Linked DNA regions of Hordeum vulgare: region 1 is linked to region 2. The links are chromatin contacts, called in public Hi-C maps. All regions are on one chromosome and are shown on one strand. The core of a region is the stretch at or near the end of the contact, and the rest is flanking DNA. Distances in the headings are between cores, read along the strand shown.

Evidence for each region. A called contact is a pair of places that touch in the nucleus more often than the background predicts.
Region 1: a contact with region 2 is called in a Hi-C map of seedling, with 4 times the contacts expected there. The contact joins the promoter of LOC123411024 here to the promoter of LOC123413551 in region 2. A contact is called at or near these places in 2 of 6 Hi-C or Micro-C datasets (leaf and seedling).

The regions. Positions count from the first base shown.
Region 1 is chr7H:415,450,086-415,456,331 of MorexV3_pseudomolecules_assembly, forward strand. It overlaps LOC123411024 (protein NONRESPONDING TO OXYLIPINS 2, mitochondrial-like), which reads right to left and starts at 1,690. Exons shown (of 3, transcript XM_045103938.1): 1 at 1,510-1,690; 2 at 1,307-1,428. The coding sequence starts at 1,634.
Region 2 is chr7H:415,052,471-415,058,484 of MorexV3_pseudomolecules_assembly, forward strand. It overlaps LOC123413551 (glyceraldehyde-3-phosphate dehydrogenase 1, cytosolic), which reads right to left and starts at 3,354. Exons shown (of 12, transcript XM_045106483.1): 1 at 3,202-3,354; 2 at 3,066-3,089; 3 at 2,860-2,960; 4 at 2,446-2,561; 5 at 2,267-2,366; 6 at 1,632-1,778; 7 at 1,484-1,544; 8 at 1,306-1,403; 9 at 923-1,065; 10 at 689-772; 11 at 509-598; 12 at 129-414. The coding sequence starts at 3,205. The coding sequence ends at 369.

The DNA.
Region 1 (6,246 bases), core at 440-2,939, 400 kb after region 2:
GGGCTTTTCAATTTGTAGGAGTTTTTGTCTTTGTAGGAACGGCACACATAAGATGAATTTAAAACACCCAAATGACCCGCCAATATACACGCAAGACTGGAAAACGACAAACAACGTAATGCCACCCAGTGTTAAAATTCAAGGTGTCCACAAAACAAACATTACGTCAAGGACCTGCGGTAACTCTGTTATTGCATAGATTGAAATTAAACGATAGTTGTGAACGAGTCACCAACAGATTAGGTTGCAACTTTTTCAATAAAATTCGATTAATGTACACTGACATATCATATTCTTCAGAGAAGAAAGAAAATATCTTGAAAATGACACAGGAGCAAGTGATCCATGCTCTTCAACATTACACTCCTAGCCATTATCAGATGCGCTTGATCAAACCTACCAGGATGATTACCAAAACAGAAATGAGAATGTAAGTAAACAACAAGTGTGAAATTAATGTATTATATACTGAAAGTTACTTCCTCTATTCTTTTTTAAATGATGTAACATACTTTCACTTTTCACAGTTCTGAGACACATTTTTGTTCATTATACAGCATATACATTAGTATAAGTTATAAGATTATTGAAAACTTTAAGAAACTAGTGATATAGTTTTCATATAGTCAAACTGAATAGCTTTAAATATGCCGAGGATGAATTTTGGAAACTGACTCCTCGGATTAGAAAACACCATTAACGAAGAAGAAAAATGGGCACAATAATTCTGGAACCTTGTCATCTCCAAGATACAATGAAAATCTGTGCATATCTAGTTAAAACCCTTATGCAAGAAGAAGCACAACTAGACAATAAACAGATATACATATCCAGCTAAAGGCAACATACCGAGAAATTTATCATTTGCTCTTACTTGCTAACAAACAATAGTGCTTAGCTTGCCAAGTACATAAACATAACATATACAGGCATAGAGACAGAAATATTCACATCTTATTTATAATTTACCATGGATAAGCATGGGAATGCTCTTCAAGGCTAACTGGAATCCATAAAGCAGCCCCATACATGAACTGATAAATCCATCAGCTTTACACACGATCGCACCAATGCAATGAACTAATGATAGATCTTATGCGCACACGCTAAAACAAATTGCGCAGAAATATCATATCCTAGAACTTAACACATCTCAACTGACTAGTCCCTCCGTAAACAAAGCATTGCAATTCCAGCATTACATAGTAGAAAATCCTCAATACAAGCACGACTAATCAAACTAGCACGACTTAACATTCAATTGTAACAGAAATACAAGGAACTGGATGCAGGGGGTTGTCTTCACCTTGGGAGAGGTAGCTCCAGCAGGAGGAGTCGGCGGCGATGCACGACCGTAGCCGCGCGCCAGCCACCGCGCTGTGGAGCGGCATAAGCGACTCCGCGCCCGCCAGCATCTTCACCGCGGACCTGAGAGAAGGAGCAGCAGGATTGGAAAACTCTCGGGTTTAGCGGTGAGACGACACAAGGGTTGAGGATTTCAGGAATGACCTGCGGAGGCGAGGAGCGGCGGCAACGGGAGACCTCGTCGCCGGGAACGGGCTCGCGATCCGGGACTTGGACCGGAGCGCAGCCGACCTGGCCGCGGCGGCGGCGGAGCGGCAGAAAGACGCCATCGTGGTCGTTTCCTGCGATGGAGGAAAAGCGGAAAAATGTGTGAGAAAATGGTGTGTGGGCTACTAATAGTTAAGCCGGGCCGGGCAGGCACTTGAATGGACTCGAAGAAACCTAAACTGGGCCCAAACAATGGTGCAACTAACCCAGGGCCGTTTTAGAAGATATTAGGCCGCCTTGTCCGTTTCGTTTGTTTTTGTGTAATGTCTCATCCATCTTTAAGAAAAAAAAACATTGAGTATCATATTGGACGTCTCTCAGTGTCATGGAGAGTAAATTTTTTTTTAAAGAAAAGGGTTACCCCTGTCCCATTTTGATAGTCAGCCTGCACGTGTAACACACGTATTACCATGTACTCCATTTTTTTACTCAAAAAGTGTATTTTTTATTGTTCGTCCTAGGAAGAAAATATATCAACAAAAGTGAAGAGGAGCTTTGGCGCAGTGGTAAGGCTGCTGTCTTGTGACTATGAGGTCACGGATTCAAGTTCTAAAAACAGCCTCTTGCAGAAATGTAGAAAAAAGCTGCGTACAATAGACACAAATTATTCGGACCCTTTCCCAAACCCTACGCAAGCGGGAGCTATATGCATCGGGTTGTCCTTTTTAAAATGAACAAAAGTATAAGCAAGACTATGTAGTTGTTTAACAATCGTGGAAATAACCATAACTTCATCTACTAATAAAAGCACGAGAGGGCAGATCCAAATCACAATCTCAGCCGTCTAATCATCTCTACTAATAAAAGCACGAGAGGGCAGATCCAAATCACAATCTCAGCCGTCTAATCATTTAATCAACGGCCTAATTATGTTGTTAACGAAACTTCGTCGCTAACGAAAACTCCTCGTCGCTAACAAAAACTCCCGATCGATCGCTGTTGAGGCATAATTTATGCGTAAGTAATTTTGGTGATTGATGACAGTACCGTACAGGACTAATCGTGTGTGTCAAGGTTTCAGGCAACATTCGTCAACGGCACAAGACGACACGACTCCTCTCTTCGGGAACGGAAGCACGGCGCTATCCTAGATTCTCTTCATTTGAGTCATAGGAAAGCCGTACTATTAAGAGGGGATCCGTAGTGGAAAGGTTTGGGTGGAATCTATCTTAGCACACGCACACCTCTATTTTCTCCCTTTCCTTTTTCCTTGGAGTGGCCCTCGCCTGTTTGTTCTTTGCGTCTCGGCAAAATGGTCCCCAGCGGTAGTACCGCTGGTCCCAGCGGTAGTACCGCTGGACGGCCAGCGGTAGTACCGCTGCAGCCAGCGGTAGTACCGCTGGCTGGCGGTAGTACCGCCCCTGTGCAGCGGTAGTACCGTTGGCCAGCGGTAGTACCGCCCCTGGTCAACGGTAGTACCGCTCCAGGTGCCCTGTTCCACCTGCCTAGCGGTAGTTCGTGGACGGACCCTTTTGCGAAGACTTTCTCGGCGGTTGTAGTGTTTATACACTACCAAGGGCCAGCGGTAGTACCGCTGCTCCAGCGGTAGTACCGCTGGAAGCCCCAGCGGTAGTACCGCTGCATGCAGCGGTAGTACCGCCAGACAGCGGTAGTACCGCTCCTTACCAGCGGTAGTACCGCTGGATCTCGGGCAGAGAGTGGGAAAACGGTCTGAATTTTCCCCCCACTATATAAAGGGTTCTTCTAGCTGCGGAACCCTATCTCTTACCTCTCTAAGCTCCATTGTTGCTCCACAAGCTTAAAAGTGCCCGATCTCTCTCCCTAGCCAATCAAACTTGTTGATTCTTTAGGGATTGGTTGAGAAGGCCTAGATTCACACTTCCACCGAGAGAAAAGTTGATTCCCCCACCTATCCCTTGCGGATCTTGTTACTCTTGGGTGTTTGAGCATCCTAGACGGTTGAGGTCACCTCGAAGCCATATTCCATTGTGGTGAAGCTTCGTGGTCTTGTTGGGAGCCTCCAAGCTTTGTGTGGAGTTGCCCCAACCTTGTTTGTAAAGGTTCGGTCGCCGCCTTCAAGGGCACCTATAGTGGAATCGCGGTACCTTGCATCGTGAGAGGTCGTGAGGAGAATACGGTGGCCTTAGTGGCTTTTTGGGGAGCATTGTGCCTCCACACCGCTCCAACGGAGACGTACTTCCTGTCAAAGGGAAGGAACTTCGGTAACACATCCTCGTCTCCATCGGTTCCACTTGTGGTTATCTCTATCCTTTACTTTGTGTTTGCTTTCGCGTGTGACTATATCTTAGTAGTCTTAATAGCTCTCGTTGTTAGCTTCTATAGGGTTCACCTCATTGTCATATTATTTGTGAACTCGTATAGTGTTTACCTTAACTTGCTAAGATTAATTAAAAAGTGGTCGTTGTCTATTCACCCCCCCCCCCCTCTAGCCAACCATATCGATCCTTTCAATTGGTATCAGAGCCAGGTCTCTTTATTAAGGGTCTAACCACCCGAAGAGTATGGAAGGCGAAGAGGAAGTGAACCATGGGCAACCCGAGGGCATGGACTTGACTTCGGTCACAAGGGACGACTTGAATACGGCTATGGCAGCCCTCAAGACGTCCTTGACGAGCGAAGTCAAAACCATGCTTAAGGAATTAATTGATGGTCTTAGAAGTTCACCCGAACCGGCTTTAGTGGTTAAACCCACCATTTCCGATTCGGAGGCCAACTCCTCTAAGGAAGCGGCTAAAGGTATGCAAACTGCTTCACCTCACGAAAAGGATGGGAGTGGAACACATGCCTCTGTTCCACCTCCCATGACTTATGGAGGACCCGTTCTCGCACCTCGTCTTAATCCTGTTGGTCCTCCTCCTAAACTTGTGAAAGGTGACTTTGCTAACTGGGTATTTTCTATTAAGTCTCATTTGAATCACAGCTCAACAAACTTGTGGAGAATTATCGAGCAAGGATATTACCCCCATGACCCAAGCAACCTCACTCCAAGAGAAGATGCAGACAATCAATATAATCACTCTGCGCTGTTTATCCTTCAGTCTGCTGTGCCACCTGAAGATCTTCCCCACTTACGTCCCTTCACATTGGCCAAGGATTGTTGGGAGCATATTATGGTGTTGTATAAGGGAAGCTCAAGTATTCAACGATCCAACTATGAAGTGATACTTGATCAGGCCGATGAGTTTGTGATGAAGGAAGAAGAGGACCCTCGTGATCTCTATCGGAGGGTGACTGCTATTGCCGTGGCACTAAAGGATCATGGAAGTAAGGATGTGGATGACACTTGGGTCAAACGCAAGTTCCTCAAAGCCATCATGCCTTTCAACAAAGCCATGTCATCTGTCATTCGTCAGCGGCCAGACTTTCACTCTTTGTCTTCCAGTGAAGTGTTGGATGAGTTCATTGCAATGTCAATCATGAACGAAACTGCCGACAATGCACTTGCTCGTGTCCGATCAAAAACCGCTTCACCCAAACTTGCGTTGAAAGCAAGAGTAATGCTTGAAGAAGAAGAAGAAGATGAGGAAGAGGAGAGCTGCCCGGAAGACACAAAGTATGCCTATCATGAGCACATGGCTCTTGCATCAAGGCAATTCTGGGGAAATAAAAGGAACTCAAGACCAACCTTCAACAAGAACAACTCAAGTGGTTTCAAACCCAAACAACGAGTAAGGACATGCTATAACTATGGCAACGTGAGTCACTTCGTGGCAGAATGTCCATATGAGAAGAGAGAAGACAATGGAGGCAAGCTCATTCGCAAAGACAGAACCAAATCATTTCCAATCAAGAACAACTTTGTGAAGAAACCTCACCCAAAAGGAATGGTGGCCCTGGAGGAGTATCCTTCTGATGATGATGATGATGATGATACAGTGGCAACGGCAACTGTTGCTATAGCCACTACCCCTTCCCAGAAGGTGTCTCTTTTCAACGCCCCCAACGAGAACCACATCACCAAGTGCCTCATGGCAAAAGGTACCAATCAGGTAACTTCTATCATTAAGACCAACATTACTTCTACTCCTTCATTGTTAAATTGTGTAGAAGATAGTGATGTTGGAGAACTTAATGAACATGATCTTGATAAGTTTCTATGCACTATTAAGGGAGAAACCAAGAAGCATTTTGTTGCTCTCTTGGAACAATTGGGTGAGGCCACTGACCTTATTGAGTCTCATGAGGAGACCATCTCCGAGCTTCATGGACATAGTCGTGACTATGCCGATGAAATTGCCGAATTATCTAGTACTCTTGAAGAAGAGCGCACTCTTCGTTTGGCTCTTGAGGAGTCATATAACGATGACTGCACTAAAATGCAAAAGAAACTGGATCATGATGTTGTTCTTACTCGCATGCTTAAATCTGAAAAGTATGCTCTTGAGGTTGGCCGTGACAGACTCAAAGAAGAGTTTGACATACTTGACAAGGCCCACAAAGCCTTGAAAAGTGCTCATTTCACTCTGAAAGAGTCTCATGATCAACTCCAAGCAAAGCTTACCAAGGAGATCTCTACTTGTCCTCCCTTTGTGCTAATTGATAATACTTGTGCAACTAACCCTTGTTGTGAGCATGTTCATCTTGTGGAAGAAAATGCCAAGTTAAAGGAGAAACTTGAGAAGGGCCTTGTGTCATGCAGACAAGGTGAGAAGAGTCTGAACGATCTCTTGAGCACTCAAAAGGGTGTTGTAG
Region 2 (6,014 bases), core at 2,104-4,603:
TCAAGCTATATTTGCTTAAAAAAAACGTTCTTATATTATGGGACGGGAGTAGTACTCAACAAGGATCGCAGCATCAAACATCTGAACTAACGACAATCTCAAACAAACCAAAAGCAAGACAGAAGTTGTAAACATCAAACACTTACTCAGGCTGTAAACATCAAACACTTACTCAGGCAAACAGAAGTTGTAAATGGACTGAACGATTTACATAAATCAAGAGTACTTGACTAGCAACTCGGTGCGGAAAAACAGATGGTAACTCATGTCCAACTAACATGAACCAGGCGTCTAGCGACACCATCCACATTTATTCCCATAGACAAAGGGGCACCTCTGACCAGGCGCCACAAGGAAAGCAGAACGCTCTACTGGGTCTTGGCCATGTGGCGGATCAGGTCGACAACACGGTTGCTGCAGAGGAAAAAATTCAAAGTGTTACAGAATGAATCGATGAAATAGACATTGGACAGCAGGTTGTAGAAATAAATCCATTATGGCAACTCACCTGTAACCCCACTCGTTGTCATACCACGAGACAAGCTTGACGAAATGGTCGTTCAGAGCAATTCCAGCCTTAGCATCAAAGATGCTGGACCTAATAAATGATAAAATATAGAATGGAGAACAGTTACTATCTGATAACGCTCGGTAGCTTTTGCCAGCAGCATTACGACATTGAGCATACCTGCTGTCACCAACGAAGTCGGTGGAGACCAAATCTTCCTCAACGTAACCCATGATACCCTTGAGCTTTCCCTCGGAAGCAGCCCTGAAAATAATTTGCGTACTCTATTAGTGACATCTGGGAACGATATTCGTAGAATCGTCACACATGCGCAGGCAGGCAGGAATTATAAGCAGGACTTTCTCAACAACTCTTCTACTTCTCATAGGAGATGCCCCAAGATCAAAGACTTACTTGATAGCCTTCTTGATGTCATCATATGATGCAGCCTTCTCGGTTCTAACAGTGAGATCAACAACTGACACATCCACAGTGGGAACCCGGAAAGACATACCGGTAAGCTTGCCATTCAGCTCAGGAAGAACCTTACCAACAGCCTGAAACCCATCATAGCATTAGGTCAATAGAACAAAACTGCAATCAATTGATCAAGTCCACTGGGAGCTCACAAATGAAATAAGCATGCACAATGTTTAGTGTATCATTTCACAATCATAGAATAATCTCCAAAGAAAAACATGGACCCAATATGCACAACATAAGCAATAGGTAAAGAAGTAAGCAATCCATTCAAAACAGTGTCTGAAAACAAATGCACAATGCTATTGGTTGCATACCTTGGCAGCACCAGTGCTGCTGGGGATGATGTTAAAGCTTGCGGCCCTGCCACCTCTCCAGTCCTTGCTTGAGGGACCATCAACGGTCTTCTGTGTGGCTGAGAGGCAAGTTCACCAATGTCAAGTTAATGAGATTACTAAGGCAGATAACTTGAGAGCACAGCCAACAATATCTTACCAGTGATGGCATGAACAGTGGTCATCAGACCCTCAATAATACCAAAGTTGTCATTAATGACCTGATGAATGATAATAAACATCATTACAAAATGAACCACAATCCCAGTAGTAGTGAAGGTAAGATGATGACCAGAAACAGAACATACCTTAGCTAGGGGAGCAAGGCAGTTAGTGGTGCAGCTAGCATTTGAGACAATGTTAACATCCGAGGTGTACTTGTCCTCATTGACACCAACCACAAACATAGGGGCATCTTTGCTTGGGGCAGAGATGACCACCTTCTTGGCACCACCCTAATATTCAATGAACAATGCAAGTTATAATCACTTCACTAGTGTTGGAAATACATTGCAAAAGCTAAGTCCCTGAAGAACAGTGGCACTCTTATACAGCTAGCACCAAAAAATAATTAAAATAAGCTACTAGAATAACCCAGCATTTGAGATAAACCAATAAAATTGATGGTCACTGTGATACTGAGTGGACTACCATGAATTCAGTGTTTACTACTAGCACACCTGAAGCAACCAAACACACAAAACAATTCAGAACAAACGGCATTACACTCTGCTTTACACTCCCCTGTGTGTGTTCATTTTTTATCATGTTTTCACACACTAAGAAGAAATAAATATATATGGAGCAGGACACATTTTCTAATTGAAATTCAATAATACAAATGGATTCTTTCTCAGCCTCGTATTCAAAGGATCAGAAAAGGCACATATATATAGCTCGGAACTAATGTGTGAATGAGCGAAAACCAGAACGTCAGTTATACCTTCAAGTGAGCAGCGGCCTTGTCCTTGTCAGTGAAGACACCGGTGGACTCCACAACGTAATCAGCACCAGCCTCACCCCACGGGATCTCCTCAGGGTTCCTGTCAAGAGAACATCAAACATTAGCTTGATAACTTAACAGACACAAACCTTCCGAAAAGGCTATAATATCAATACTACCTGACGCCAAAGACAGTAACTGGCTTCTCGCCGAAGAGCAGCGTCTTGTCGTCTTTGAGCTTGATGTCACTGTGCTTCCAATGGCCGTGAACTGTGTCGTACTTGAACATGTACGTCTGCACATCACGCGAACCACAGAATTCAACTCAATTAAACAAACCAACCGAGCAGAATCATGATATCTCTTTTTGCGGTAGAGGATCATGATATCTGAAGGCATGCTACAGAGGCCGACTAATACTACTAGCATAATCAGGCAAGCAAACAAACAGATCACAGAAGCAGAAGCAGGCCTCATGGAACAACAGAAGCAGGTATGCTAACAGAAGAAATCACAGGTAAAACCCCACAAACATTTTAGACCACCAGATCTAGCTACCAGAGCGGGTGGAAATCGCAGATCGAGTGGCATACCATGTACTCGGTGGTGATGAAGGGGTCGTTGACGGCGACGAGCTCGACATCGTCGCTCTGGAGTGCGACCCTGGCGACGAGCCTCCCGATCCTTCCGAAACCTGAGCAGAAACAGACACCAGATCAAAACAGAGGCACCCACACGGTCACACCAGCACCGATCGGTGAACCTAGATGCGAGCGCGAGAAGGAGACAGAAAACTCACCGTTGATTCCGATCTTAATCTTGCCTGCATGCGCCCCAAACCAAGCAGAAAGAGCAGAAGAGCAAAATCGATCAGCAAAAAACAAGCGTCGTTCAGATCAGGAGAAGAAGCGGCAGGAAATCGACGAGCGATTTACCCATGGCGAAGGAGTGGAACTGACGCCGCGACGCGAGATGGTGGTGGGGAGGTTCGCTGGGGACGGGGGAAGTGTCTGGAAGCGGATATGGAGAGGTGGGGAGGGTTTAAGCGGCCGGTTTTATAAAGCCAGGAGCCCAGGAGAGGAAAAGGCGAAATGGAATATCGAGGAGGCTAAGGCTGGTTTTAATGCGTAGTATGATATATTAGTATCACGTAGTATATGATATTAATGATAGTGCATCCGTAATGCTTAGTATCATATGTTTGTATTATAGGATAGTTTATTTATTGGCATGAAAGACACATAGTAGTATATCATTTTATATGATACGGTATCAGTATATGATACTCAACCCTCTCTTTTCTTACCTCAAAAAATCATCTCTTTCTTCATTTAATTCTATGTCACTTCATCAAAATTGTTTAGTTGGCATGCATGATACTCCTTTCGTTTTTAAATATAAGTCTTTTAAGATGTTTTATTAGGAGTCTACATACGAAGCAAAATGAATGAATCTACACTCTAAAATATGTCTATATACATCCATATATAATACATTAATGAAACTTTTTTAAATACTTATATTTAAAAACAGAGGGAGTACTATATATATATATATATATATATATATATATATATATATATATATATATATATATATATATATATATATATATATATATATATATATATATATGATACTTTCGTTACGGACAGGCTAAACAAATACAGACGAATTGATTTCGCGCAAGGTGCGCGGGTGACCTGTCCCTTCCACAGCTTTCTCCACAGTCCACAGGGCAGAGCCCTCTGGCCGTCCCGATGAGCCGTGGGCCCCGCCGACTGCATGGCCCACGTGTCATCGCGAGGCCTGGAGGTAGGTACGCGCCTGGTGGCTGGCCGCCCGTGGTTTCTCGGGCAAGAAAGGAAAGCAATGCGAGGAGCACCGAGCATTTGCTGCCGTCCGTGCTGTGCGGCGTGGTTTCTCGCGCAAGAAAGAGCAAGGCATTTTTGCTTTCCTTCCGGTGCCTGGAGAAAAATACTCGGCTTTTCAATAACTAGACAATGCCCCGTGCATAGAAAATTTGTTAAACGATATATGAATAAATATTAAAAAAATAATGTTAATATAAAAAGTCATTTTAAAGATATCTTGCTTAATTATCTAAACAAATTAATGCATGAAGATGTGTTTTGCACGAAAAAAATAATGAAAAAAAAACTTAAGATTACATGCATGATTTGATAATATGTTATTGTTGTATGAAGAGGAAATTGAATAATGAGGTCTAGCTATTTAAAAATAGAAGATGCGGCTAAACCAACGAACGAACGCCAAGCGGGCTTTGATCTTTGGTTTGATGAAGGGGAAATTGCTCGTTTTGCTTGGGGCGTGAATGGTGCTCTGCCTACGTGGCTCCGTCTGGTTGGTTCTGTGGCTGTGACTGGGATAGATAGCAGGTGTGGTCCAGAAGGTTGGGTGGCCGCCGACGACGGCAAGCGGCGGCGACCCCCGCGTGTTTGTCCGACGCGGACGGTGTGGAATCCGGCTGCCCGGGATCCTCTGTGGCGTAGATGTCTCTAGCGTCTTTGGTGGCTCGACGCTTTTCCATGTTCGGTTGGGCACTTGCGCTGCTGGGGCAGGACACGTGATTCCTTTTCGAATTGCTGAGGACCGCGGGCACCGCACGTGAAACGGAACGGCGACAGGAATGGGCGGGCACTGAGGATCCCGAGATCTGCGCGCAACGGCCGACGGGCGTCGCGTGGCGCGGTGGGGTCTACGACGACGACCAGCTGCGCATCGAGAGGAAGGATGATGGCCGGATATGCCCGTCCCTCGGTGCGGATAATTTCCGGCCTGCCACCGGGCAGTAGCAGCGAATATGCTGGCATATATGCCCGCTGCCTTTCCAGACGCTTCTCCGAATTTACTATCCGCTCTCAGTTTAGCAGCCTGCTTGCTTTGGTCACTGCTTCGTCACCGCGCACGCTCGATGCAAGTTAGGAAAATGTCACGCTCATCGTTTGTCGGGTTCCCGCGAGCACCGATCGCCGCGCCCGACCGATGTGCGGCGGCGCCCACGGTTATTTACTTAGGGGCTGTTTGGTTCCAGCTTAAGATTGTATGGTTCATTGTCACATTTGTATACCAGATTGTTTGGTTCATTGTCACCTAATCTTAGTCATGCCACAATACTTTAGGCATGTGTTTGGTTCATTGTCACATTTGTGGCTTGCCATACTTCTATAGATATATGGTCCACATGTCATAGACTTAATTTTTTGCCAAATCTTGCCACACTTTTTGTGGCAGCCACACTTTATCTAAGGTTAGTTGTGGCAAAGTTAGTCATGAACCAAACATGCCTTTATTTCTTACCTCCGTCACCGCATTTTTCAAGGCCGGTTCGTCGTTTTGGGCATGAAACACTTGTAAAATATACCCATGTAAGAAAAATACAGATGGGCTGCTTGGTTGATCGTTTTTGGTCATAAAATTTACACTGATTTTCGAGTTTACACCTGTAACAGGCCCGTATTCGATACACACCACAGCCCGTCGTTTTTCTCCACACCCCGTCGTTTTTCCCAGCCTCTTTTCTCGCTGGAAACCTAGATCGGATCAAGGTTGCGCCGTCGGGGGTGCCAGCACCGGTGTCCGCGAGGCGCGACGAAGCAACAACGACGAGGCGAGGCGCGACGACAACGAGGATTCGCTCCTGACGTCGACGAAGACTCGCTCACGACAGAGACCCTCTCCTCCAACGGCGACGACGACTCCCTCCTCCTCCTCCACGGCCTACTCT